Linked DNA regions of Rattus norvegicus: region 1 is linked to region 2. The links are chromatin contacts, called in public Hi-C maps. All regions are on one chromosome and are shown on one strand. Each heading gives the region's core, a stretch centred on a gene start, on an enhancer-like site or on the middle of the called end of the contact. The rest is flanking DNA. Distances are from core to core; before and after follow the strand shown. Region 1 holds the start of Dip2c (disco-interacting protein 2 homolog C). Region 2 overlaps Dip2c (disco-interacting protein 2 homolog C).

Region 1 (4,957 bases), core at 2,414-4,913, 190 kb before region 2:
ACCTATACATTTCTTGAAGGGGTGTGTGTGTGTGTGTGTGTGTGTGTGTGTGTGTGTGTGTGTGTGTGTTTTGCTGAGTTCTCTCTTTCCACCATGCGATCTCAGGAGTCTGAATCAGACTGTCAGGCTTGATGGCAAACATTTTTACCTACTGAGCCATTTTTCCAGCCCGACCTGCACAGTTCCTCAAAGTAGAATATATGCTTTTATCTTGACACCATCCTCTCTTAAATTTAATTGGTATGACTTACTGTTCGGAATGTAAAATGAAACCAGAACTTTCTACTTTAGAGACTAGGATTTTTTTAAAAATCTAATAAACATTTTTATTAATTAATTTGAGAATTTTTTTTTTTTTGGGTTCTTTTTTTCGGAGCTGGGGACCGAACCCAGGGCCTTGCGCTTCCTAGGTAAGTGCTCTACCACTGAGCTAAATCCCCAGCCCCGAATTTGAGAATTTTATACAAGATTTTTTATCATTATTTGTTTCCAATTCCTCTCAGATCCATCCCTTCCCCCTGACTCCTCAACTTTTTTCTTTTTCTTTTGTTGCTGTTCTTTCTTTCTTTCTTTCTTTCTTTCTTTCTTTCTTTTTTTTTTTTTTTTTTTTTGGTTCTTTTTTTCAGAGCTGGGGACCGAACCCAGGGCCTTGCGCTTCCTAGGCAAGCGCTCTACCACTGAGCTAAATCCCCAACCCCCTTTCTTTCTTTTTTTAAGTTGCGTTACCAGTCAAGATCAAATCATTCTGCCCATATTCTCATTGGCATGTGGCTATCCAGTGGAGTATGGGTTAAACCACAGCTTTAAAGAAAAATTACCATCTTTTCCCCAGAAGCCATCAGGGATCCATAGCTCCTTAGCTAAGGGTAGGATTCATTAAGGCCTCTAATTCCATGCTAGGGTGGTGACTGGCTTGTTCTTGTCCTTGTCTTGTGCAGACGAGCTGCTGAACTTCGCCTCACAACTTTGGCATGTTATTATTGTGTTCATTTATTTTAATTGAAAATAGATTTTTTCATACAATATATCCTGAGGGTTTCTTCTCTCTCATTTCTTCCCAGGTCCTCCCTACCTCCCCAGGCAGTCAACTCCACACCTTTACTCTTTCTTTAGAAAATAAACAGGTAAACAAGCAAAGGGGGAAACAAAGGAAACGCAGGAGATACACACACACGTTTAGAGACACACATAGAAAACCCATAACAACACAAAATTGGAAACAATATATAAGCAAAAGACAAGTAAGGTTAAAAAAAAAAAAGCCCAGACAAAGTCTTATGGGACAATAATGGAGACTAGGGTTTCAGTCCTGATTTTATTATGTTTCATTTCCCCGAGGTTTTTCATCTATAACATGGAAAGTAGAATGAGATCTCTAGAGATTTCTTAGTTAGTGGTCGGATTGATCATAATGTAAAGAATGAGGCCAAGCATCGCGCCAGCACTATCTACTTTATTTTAATATGTTCTTGAGTAAACACCAAACCAATGGACATGCATCACAGTATAGGACACAGCATAGAGCCAAAAGAACCAGCAGTCTGGGGCTCACAGCTTTTCAAGTTCATCACTGCCAGTGGCTTATTTCTCTCTCACAGGACACGGCGGAATCCATCAATGCTGTTCAGGGAATTTCTTCTTTGCTGGCTGTCTTGCGTGGTACTTGAAGGTGTTATGCAGCCTGCAGGTGCGCGAGTGCATGTGTGCATGTGTGCATGTGCGTGCTCTTAACAATCGTAGACATCTATGAACCCTGCAATAATACCTTGCATGGTATTAATGCTATGTGTGAAGATCGAGGTCACACGCTTTCACAAGTGCTGTCTGATTGGATTTCAGACCCGCCTAACAGGAGGAAACATATGCCTGCTACTGCAAATCTGGCTGGGGAGATCATAGACTCCAGGAGTGAGCCTAACCTGCTATTACTACTCCGCTAAATGGATGAGGCATCAAACTGCCCTCTAAATTTGTGTCTCTCTCTACCCACAGACTACTGCAGCCTTCTGACCTCATCAGAGGAGTTCCTTTGTGTGGTGGTTGACACAGAAACTCACAAATGATCAAAGCAGAGAAGACAAATGTCAGTGGAGTGCTCAGCCACAAATAGGGTGTCTATATCATAACCCCACTTCCAAAGCTTAAAGACCATCACAGAAGACGGGTTAGAAAGATTGTAAGAGCCAGGCAAAACTGTCTTCTGGACATGACAAGACCTCACGAATGCACAGTAGCTGTGGCTGCCTGCACAGGATCAACCAGTCATCATTCTAGCATGCCATGGGAAAGGGCTAATGAGCTCCTATCCCTGCAGACAGTTGATGGCTTCTTGGGGAGGGAGAGGTGGGGATGGATCTGAGAATCTCATACAACGTATCCCTCAGCTCCTCCCGGATCCATCCCCACCTTTCTACTATCCCAATTTCATGTCTCTTATTATTATAATTTAATAACCTATGGACGCCAAAGAAGAACAACAATATCAACCAACCAGACTCCCTCCCAGAGCTCCTAGGGACTAAACCACTGTCCCAAGAGAACACAGGGTTGGACCTATGGCTCCATCCGCATATGTAGCAGAGGATGACCTTGTCGAGCATCAGTGGGAGGAGAGGCCCTTGGTCCTGTGAAAACTCCATTCCCCAATGTAGGGGATTGTCAGGAGGGGTAGGTGGGAGGGTAAGAGAGCACCATCATAGAAGTGTGGGTGGTAGTGGTGGGATATCGGGTTTCTGGAGGGGAAACCGAGAAAGGGGATGACATTTAAAATGTAAATAAAAAATCCAATAAAAGAAGAAAAAGAGCAGGGGGGAGAGAGAGAGAGAGAGAGAGAGAGAGAGAGAGAGAGAGAGAATGAATAAAATACTTTAAAAAGCAGGTGGATGTTTAATGTTAGGAGATTCTGTTTTTTTTTTTTTCCCTTTGGTTTTATGGTGTTTGGGGTTTCAGGGGGCAGCTAGGTGAGGTTATTCAGGAGAGAGCTGGCTATGCAAGAGTGTCCCCAAATAGTCAGACTCTGTTCAGAATAGACATTGATACTATCAGAGGTGATGACCAAAGGGAAAAGAACTCCCAGGAGGTAGGAGAAGGGACATGGTATTATAGGGTGTGAGGGAGAAGACACTTGTTGAAGATTCCTTATGCATAACAGGCATTCCTCAGTCTCAGGAAAGGCTGGACAGTGTGTGACAGACCCAACCTAGCTCGATTTATTTTCACGGGTGGGGAAAATGAAGTCTAGACAAAACATCGTGTGATTCAAGGTCATATACTGGTCTGTTCTAGATCCATGCTTTTAAACTTCAAACCTAGTACTCAATCTATGGCTCGTGCTGGTTTTTATCTATTTATTTTTAAATTATTTTTTCCTCTTAAAAGTGTTTTAAAAAAAATCAGCCCTCGAGGATCCAGGACATTTGAAGTTTTAACAAGTAGGCTAGTGTGTGCATCAGAATCCTTTCTTTATTTTTCTCCTTGAGTCTTGAGGAGCCTAAGCCTTGGGGTTGGGAAGACCCCCAGGGCCAAACGCAAGATTGTCCCACGAGCGCGCTCTCGAAGTAGTCGCTGGAGGCCCCGCCCCCTGAGCGCGCGCCGCCGTGGCACGTCCGCGCGCTCCCACCCTCCGCGCGCGCCCTCTTGTTGCCCGGTGCGCGCGCAGCGGCGCTCGCTCCCGCCGGGGCAGGGCGGCCGCGGAGCAGCTAGAGAGCCCTGTGGCCGTGACCGCGGGCGGGCCCGTGATCCGGTGCCGGCCGAGCGGGGCCGAAGCCGGCGGCTGGGGGAGGCGCGCAGAGAGCCGGGCGCGAAGCCACCGCCAGGGTCGGGGCCGCGCTGAGGAGGCTGAGGAGACGACTGACGAGGCACTGAGGAGGCACTGAGGAGACGCTGAGGAGGCTGACGAGGCGCTGAGGAGACTGAGGAGGCGCTGAGGAGACTGACGAGGCTGAGGAGGCTAAGGAGAAAATCCCCGCGCGCCTGCCCGCCGCCGCCCGGCCTCCCGCTCCCGCCCGTCCGCCGCCGCCTCCTCGGTGCGGTTCCTCCGGATTCGAGCGGCGGCCGCTGAGGAGCCCTCCGTCGGCGAACAAAGAGGAGGCCGGCAGGGCGGGGGCGTCTGCGGCGAGCATGGCGGACCGCAGCCTGGAAGGCATGGCTCTGCCGTTGGAGGTGAGGGCCCGGCTGGCCGAGCTGGAGCTGGAGCTGTCGGAAGGTAACAGCAATTCCCTCTTAGCCCCGTGCCCGGGCCGGGCCCGGACACCGCTTCTCTGGCGCGCGCTTGGGGCCCCGCGGGCCGGGCCGTGCTGTCACCCCGGGGAGGGCGCGCGCGGGGCCTGGGGATGGCGGGGCCCCGGCCCTGACCCTGGCCCGGGCCCCGAGTGGTGGCCCCGGGGCGGGTGCATGTGTGTACATGTGCTTGTGTGCGCGCGTGCTTGTGTGTGTGTGTATGTGTGTGTGTGTGTGCGTGTGTATGTGTGTATGTGTGTGTGTGTGTGTGCACGCGCGCGCGTGTGCGTGTCGCGGCCCCCGCCCTCCAGGCTCAGCTGGCGCGGTGCAGCCGCGATGCCCCCTGCGCGCTGCAGCTGGGCCCGGGGATCCCGGCTACGAAGCAAGATGGAGCAACCTTTAGGGCTAACGGGGAATGGCCTTGGTAGGGATGTACGCTCTTCTCTAATGGAGAGGCGCCGCGTCCTTGATGCAGCTGCAGCTGCTGCAGCAGCGGCAGCAGCAGCGGCGGCAGCAGCAGCACCACCACCACCGCCACCACTACCACCAACAGCATCATCACTACCACCATCACCAGCAGCACCACCAGCACCAGTGGTGTGCTGCTACCACGTTCCATGCTTGGGGACAGCCTCTGAATGGCCTGATTTTAATGCGAAACTTGTCAGTGGACTTCGGGATTGGATCTCTCTGAGGTTGCAGGCACACGGTTCTGTCAGCGGGAGGAAGATAGTAGTAC
Region 2 (4,815 bases), core at 153-2,652:
TGGTTTGCACCTGTAGGGCCAGCTCTTGTCCATAATTTGCATTGTGAGTAAATACTTACCTGCTATTTGCTTGTTAGGAACTGCTGCAGTGTGTGAGGAGCTCATGGAAACCCCTCAATGAATCCTGGTAGCTTCAAGTACATATTGTTGATTTTGGACTCAGTCCAAATTTCATGAATATCACTTTTTTCACCTATAAGACAAAAATCTCATCATCTAACTCCAGTGCTATTAGTGTGTATGGAAAAGCTTGGCTGCTGGAAAGTGCTCAAAATCTCCAGTTTCTTCTTCATATCCATTAGGCGAAGCATGATATGTGGGTGCAACTAAAATGTTACTGAGCCAACAATGCACATCCTCACTCCTAGTTTTATGATAAAACACAGTGTCCTTTCCAAGAAACACCATGGGTTGGCCTTTGTTCTACTTTAGTTTTTACAGTGCCTCCTTCAGTGAGCTAGCTCGGCCTATTGAAGTATGGATATCAGGATTTCTGGGAAGGAGAGGTTGAAAGCAGAGAACTTATTTATTCTACCAAGGGTGCTCAGACCAACAAAGAACATGAAGCCATCTCAGTCACAGTGCTCTTTGGTATCTGTCCCAGTGAGACAACACTTGACCTTGAGTGTGGGACACTTGGATCCAAACATGATGCTGGAGTAGGATGGTTTTGAGTGGAATATGGGGCAAGGCTTATGTCTTCAGTCAGTAGTCTTCCTCCCTCCAGCTCAACCATTGCCTTTTTTTTTCTTTTCCAAGATGGCACTTGTAGAATAAAGTTGTGCAGTCTCATGAATTAATAAATCCCAAATACCTGTGTATTTCACCTATCTTGGGCCCTCTATAATTGATTGCAAAGTATGTAGAATAGATGTGAATGGCTCTAAACCCCTGGAAATTGGGACCACCAGACACCAAGCACCTGAGACATTACTTCTGAACATTGCCTAAAGCAAATGGAATTATCAAGTGTAATCTCATTATACACCACATGTGGCTGTCAGACACTCACTTGTCTGCCCACTAAGTACATGGAGGGTGAGCCCTGTACTGGGCCCTCAGCTGACTTCTGTGAGTAGCCTCTTCTGTACAGAGCTTGAAGGCTCATAGGAAATCAAAGAGCATATACAAACAGTAACATCACAGCAATGGTGCTCATTAATTGGGTGAATATTCTGTGCCAGATGATATGTTAAATAGCTCCCTGTTAGGTGAGTGCTACAGCTTGTGGTCACTAATTCTGAGAGAAAAGAAGAAAAGTGCCAGAACAAAAGACACACAGTGCAAGCAGGTGGAGGGATACTACTAGGCCCCAGCTTGTGGCTGCTGAGAGGTGGTGCAAGAGTTAAGCAAGGTTTGGCTGCAGCAGCAGTGAGGACTGTGTGTAGTCTGAGGTGGTTTGTGGACTCTGGGGAAAGAGTGGAATCTGTTGTAAACAATGGATGTTCTCAGAAGAGGTGACAGTGTAGAGGAATGGCACAGGGTGATTGAGGGCAGGGAGTGAGTTTGTGTGGTTGGCAGGAAGGGTCCCCTTGAGGGGAAGGTGCTGAAAGGGGCTGGGATTGGAGTGCTGGATTGGGTGAGTTGACTGGATGTTGTGTGGTGAGTAGAGAGAATGTCACACCATGGGAAGTCAGGAGGAGCAAGGTAATACTGGAGTCTGGGCTTCCAGGCTTCAAACAGTTAACCTTCCACAGGTTAACCTGGTAGAATGAATGGAATATACCTCTTTTAAAGTAAGAGTTCAGTGGTAGAATGCTTGCTCAACATATGGAAAGCTTTGGATATAAACCCCAGCACCACTGTAAGAAGGAAAGAATAAAAAGGAAGTAAAATGTTGCTTCATTATTTAAACTTACATCATCACATTTATGTCAGAAAGCATTGGCTTTTATGGAAACTGGGGCTTTGATTCATCGGTTTTCTCCAACCAAGTGCACATGGAACAGCACCAGTGGTCATTGGCACTAATATCAGCTACTTAGGAAAGAAAATGAATTTATTCTGCCTCTTCTTTGGGAATGGCAGGATGGGAGGAAAGAATTGATGTCTTAAATGTCGTGTTGAGAGTTGTAGTGTCATAATAGAAAGTTGCTTGAGATCCCGCACTCATTGATTGTTAACCATGATTCTGGAGTGCCGTGAGAGTGTGTGGAAGGAAGTGGTAGTGCCAGTGTTGCTGATCCTGTGGTGTGCATGCACTCAGATGCTTTGGGTTCACCCCTTCCCCTGGATGAAGCTGGGCTCTGTCAGCCTCCCACATTCTCTTGATTGAGATCAATACAGGTTGTCTCCGAGTTTCAATCTTAAAATTTCAAGCACAAAGCTCTTTTAAGAATAAGTTTTAGCATTTATCTATTGTGTGTTCATACATACCACAGTACATGTGTGGAAGTCAGAGGGTAGTCTGAGGTCACTTCCTTCCTAAAATGTGGGTCCTGGAGATAGAATTCAGATTGAAAGGTTTGGCAGCAAGTGACTTTACTGTGCGTAATTTCACTGGCCTACATTAAATTTCTTTATAGTTGTTTGGGTAACTTTATGGACATTATCAGTTTAGCATCTCATTTAAGTTTTGTTAGTCTAAGTGAACAAAAAGCTTTGTGTCTCTGACTTAGGTCTACCATGGTATGATGGTGGTTTCTGAAATTTATTTGTTCAAGGTTTTATTTGCAGAACAGAAGGTGGAAGCTGGATAAGAGCTCTACACTCTAGGATTCTGTATACTTTGTATTAAAACAAATGTGTATGTACTATAATATTTCTTAAGAGGGAACGGGTTTTTTTCTTTTTTTAATATCTGAAGATTTTAAAAGTTCTTGAGGGAGTACAAAGTGTTCCCTCTGGAGATGTTCATGGAGACAGTTCTGACAAGAGGTCACAGTGCTATAATCACATATGTTTCTAATTGCATGTGGATATGACACTGCAGCTGGTGGGAAGCTTGTTTGATGAGAGGGATTCAAGAATCATATGTAGCTCACTCACTTTTGTTCCTAAGAGAGACCTTTGCATGGGGGCAGGGAGCCCAAGGTAGTGCATTTCATCTTTGCATGCAGTCACAGCTTCTCTTGCCTAGGAGCCATAGCTTGCCCTCATGGTTCTGACTTCTTGGTACATGTAACTATATGGAAGAACAGAAGATCCCCCTTGGTATGAAACAGAAAGAACACTGGTGATGTAAGCTTTCCCGAGAGAGTTGGCTTTGAACTCTATAGGACTGGTATGCCTGAGGTAGTTAAGGTTTGAGGGTATTTCATGTATCAGAGGCAGGATACTTATAGAAGGAGGTAGCCAGGTACCTCTTGGGCTAAGGACTAACTTAATGTTGCACTCAGCCCTGAAACACAGATATGTAAACATATGCTCATATTTAGATGGCTCCCCATTGGCACTTTCCTTCCATGAGAACTAGGTAATTCTTCTGTGGCATAGTAGCACATTATTGATCATCTGGGTCAAATTTAATCATAAATTTACATTGTGAACCTGCCTGACAGTGGCCATTGTTAGTGGATCCAGAAGATAGAAGCTGCTGTGCTCTGGATTGTAGGCACATGTCAGACGAGCTTCTGGGTCCTTGTGGATGATGAAATCTGCTAGGTCCCATCCTTAGGACGGCATCATTATGATTTTTCAAGGCATACCTGTAGAGGGCACATCAGCATCCTGTACTCTGCTAGTGTTCAGATAAATGTCCAAGAAGGAAATAGAGGAACTAAGCTTTTTATCACAGTTAAATACCTGGCATGAAACGAAGGGAAGAGGAGTCAGTCTCGGTGTATATTTTCAGAAGTATCAGCCATACAGGAGAGTCATAGTTGAACAGAGCAATTCACATCATGGCGGCATGAAAGCAAAGAAATGGTGAAATAGGAAGAGGCCAGCCAAAGGTGTAGGCCCAAAGACCCATTTTCAGTTACCCACTTCTTCCAAACAGGCCCTGCTTCTGAGCTTCCTCCATACCCAAATAATGCCTTCATATCCATCAAGAGAGTAACCATCTCATTGGATCCCAGCCCTGTGGTTGAATTGTCTCTGGAAGCACTGTCATAGACATAGCTTACTGTGTTTTACTGGTCTCCCAGTGGTGTATTGACAATCAAGACTCACTACCACGGGGTGACACTTAGATATTCCCATGGGAGGCTTGTGATTATAGGAAAGGACATGCCCCAACTGGAAGGGTATAGTTCTGGAATGTGGACTTGGGGCTGTCTCGATGTAGATGAGTATCCCTGTGACATGACTCTCACAGCACCTACATTGTTTCTCTTCCCTGACTGACTCTGCTGATGCCGAAGGCGCCTGAGGTCCCTGTCTACCACGGCCTCAGAGATTATGTACTTGTCAGTGAATGTTCCTGAGTTTTCTACAACTTTCTAGTGACTTCCTTTTGAGCATACAGGACCATATGATTACCATTTCATCCTATTTTCAAAGATCTTTCCTTTGGAACCCATGACTTCATAAAATAGACACAGTAAATTAAGCCATTCTTGCTTTTTATTACCTCTACTACTGACTCTTTAATATTTTTAGAGTCAAGCACAAAGAACTCATTAAAATAGTTTCATTTTCATATGAAATAAATTTTTATATTTAAAAAATTTAGAATAGTTCAGATTTTAAAAACCGTGTGTGGAGGTGTGTATCTATAATCTTGGCACTTAGAGATGGAGTCAGGAGGATTAGGAGTTGAAGGACATTCTCAGCTACATGGGGAGTTGAGGTTTAAAATGTACAGGCTATGTGATATGTTTTCACAAACCCTCCCAACCAGAATGTAACTCAGAATAGTTTCAGATTTAGAGA

Evidence for each region. A called contact is a pair of places that touch in the nucleus more often than the background predicts.
Region 1: a contact with region 2 is called in a Hi-C map of liver, with 4 times the contacts expected there. The contact joins the promoter of Dip2c here to the enhancer-like site in region 2. A contact is called at or near these places in 9 of 12 Hi-C or Micro-C datasets (the A7r5 cell line, the Rat2 cell line, Schwann cells and 6 more) and 1 of 1 datasets of contacts at active chromatin or transcription factors (oligodendrocytes).

What each region holds. Positions count from the first base shown.
Region 1 is chr17:65,722,308-65,727,264 of GRCr8, reverse strand. Dip2c (disco-interacting protein 2 homolog C) reads left to right here and starts at 3,663. Exons shown (of 38, transcript NM_001107360.2): 1 at 3,663-4,204. The coding sequence starts at 4,120.
Region 2 is chr17:65,531,703-65,536,517 of GRCr8, reverse strand. The region is part of intron 1 of Dip2c (disco-interacting protein 2 homolog C); the gene reads left to right. Among named protein-coding and RNA genes, the nearest start is that of Dip2c, 190 kb to the left of the region's middle. Within about 2 kb of position 1,402, at least 2 of the 93 cell types and tissues checked have an H3K27ac peak or open chromatin away from gene starts, as enhancers often do. A contact at or near this core is called in hepatocytes and liver, where this site is marked.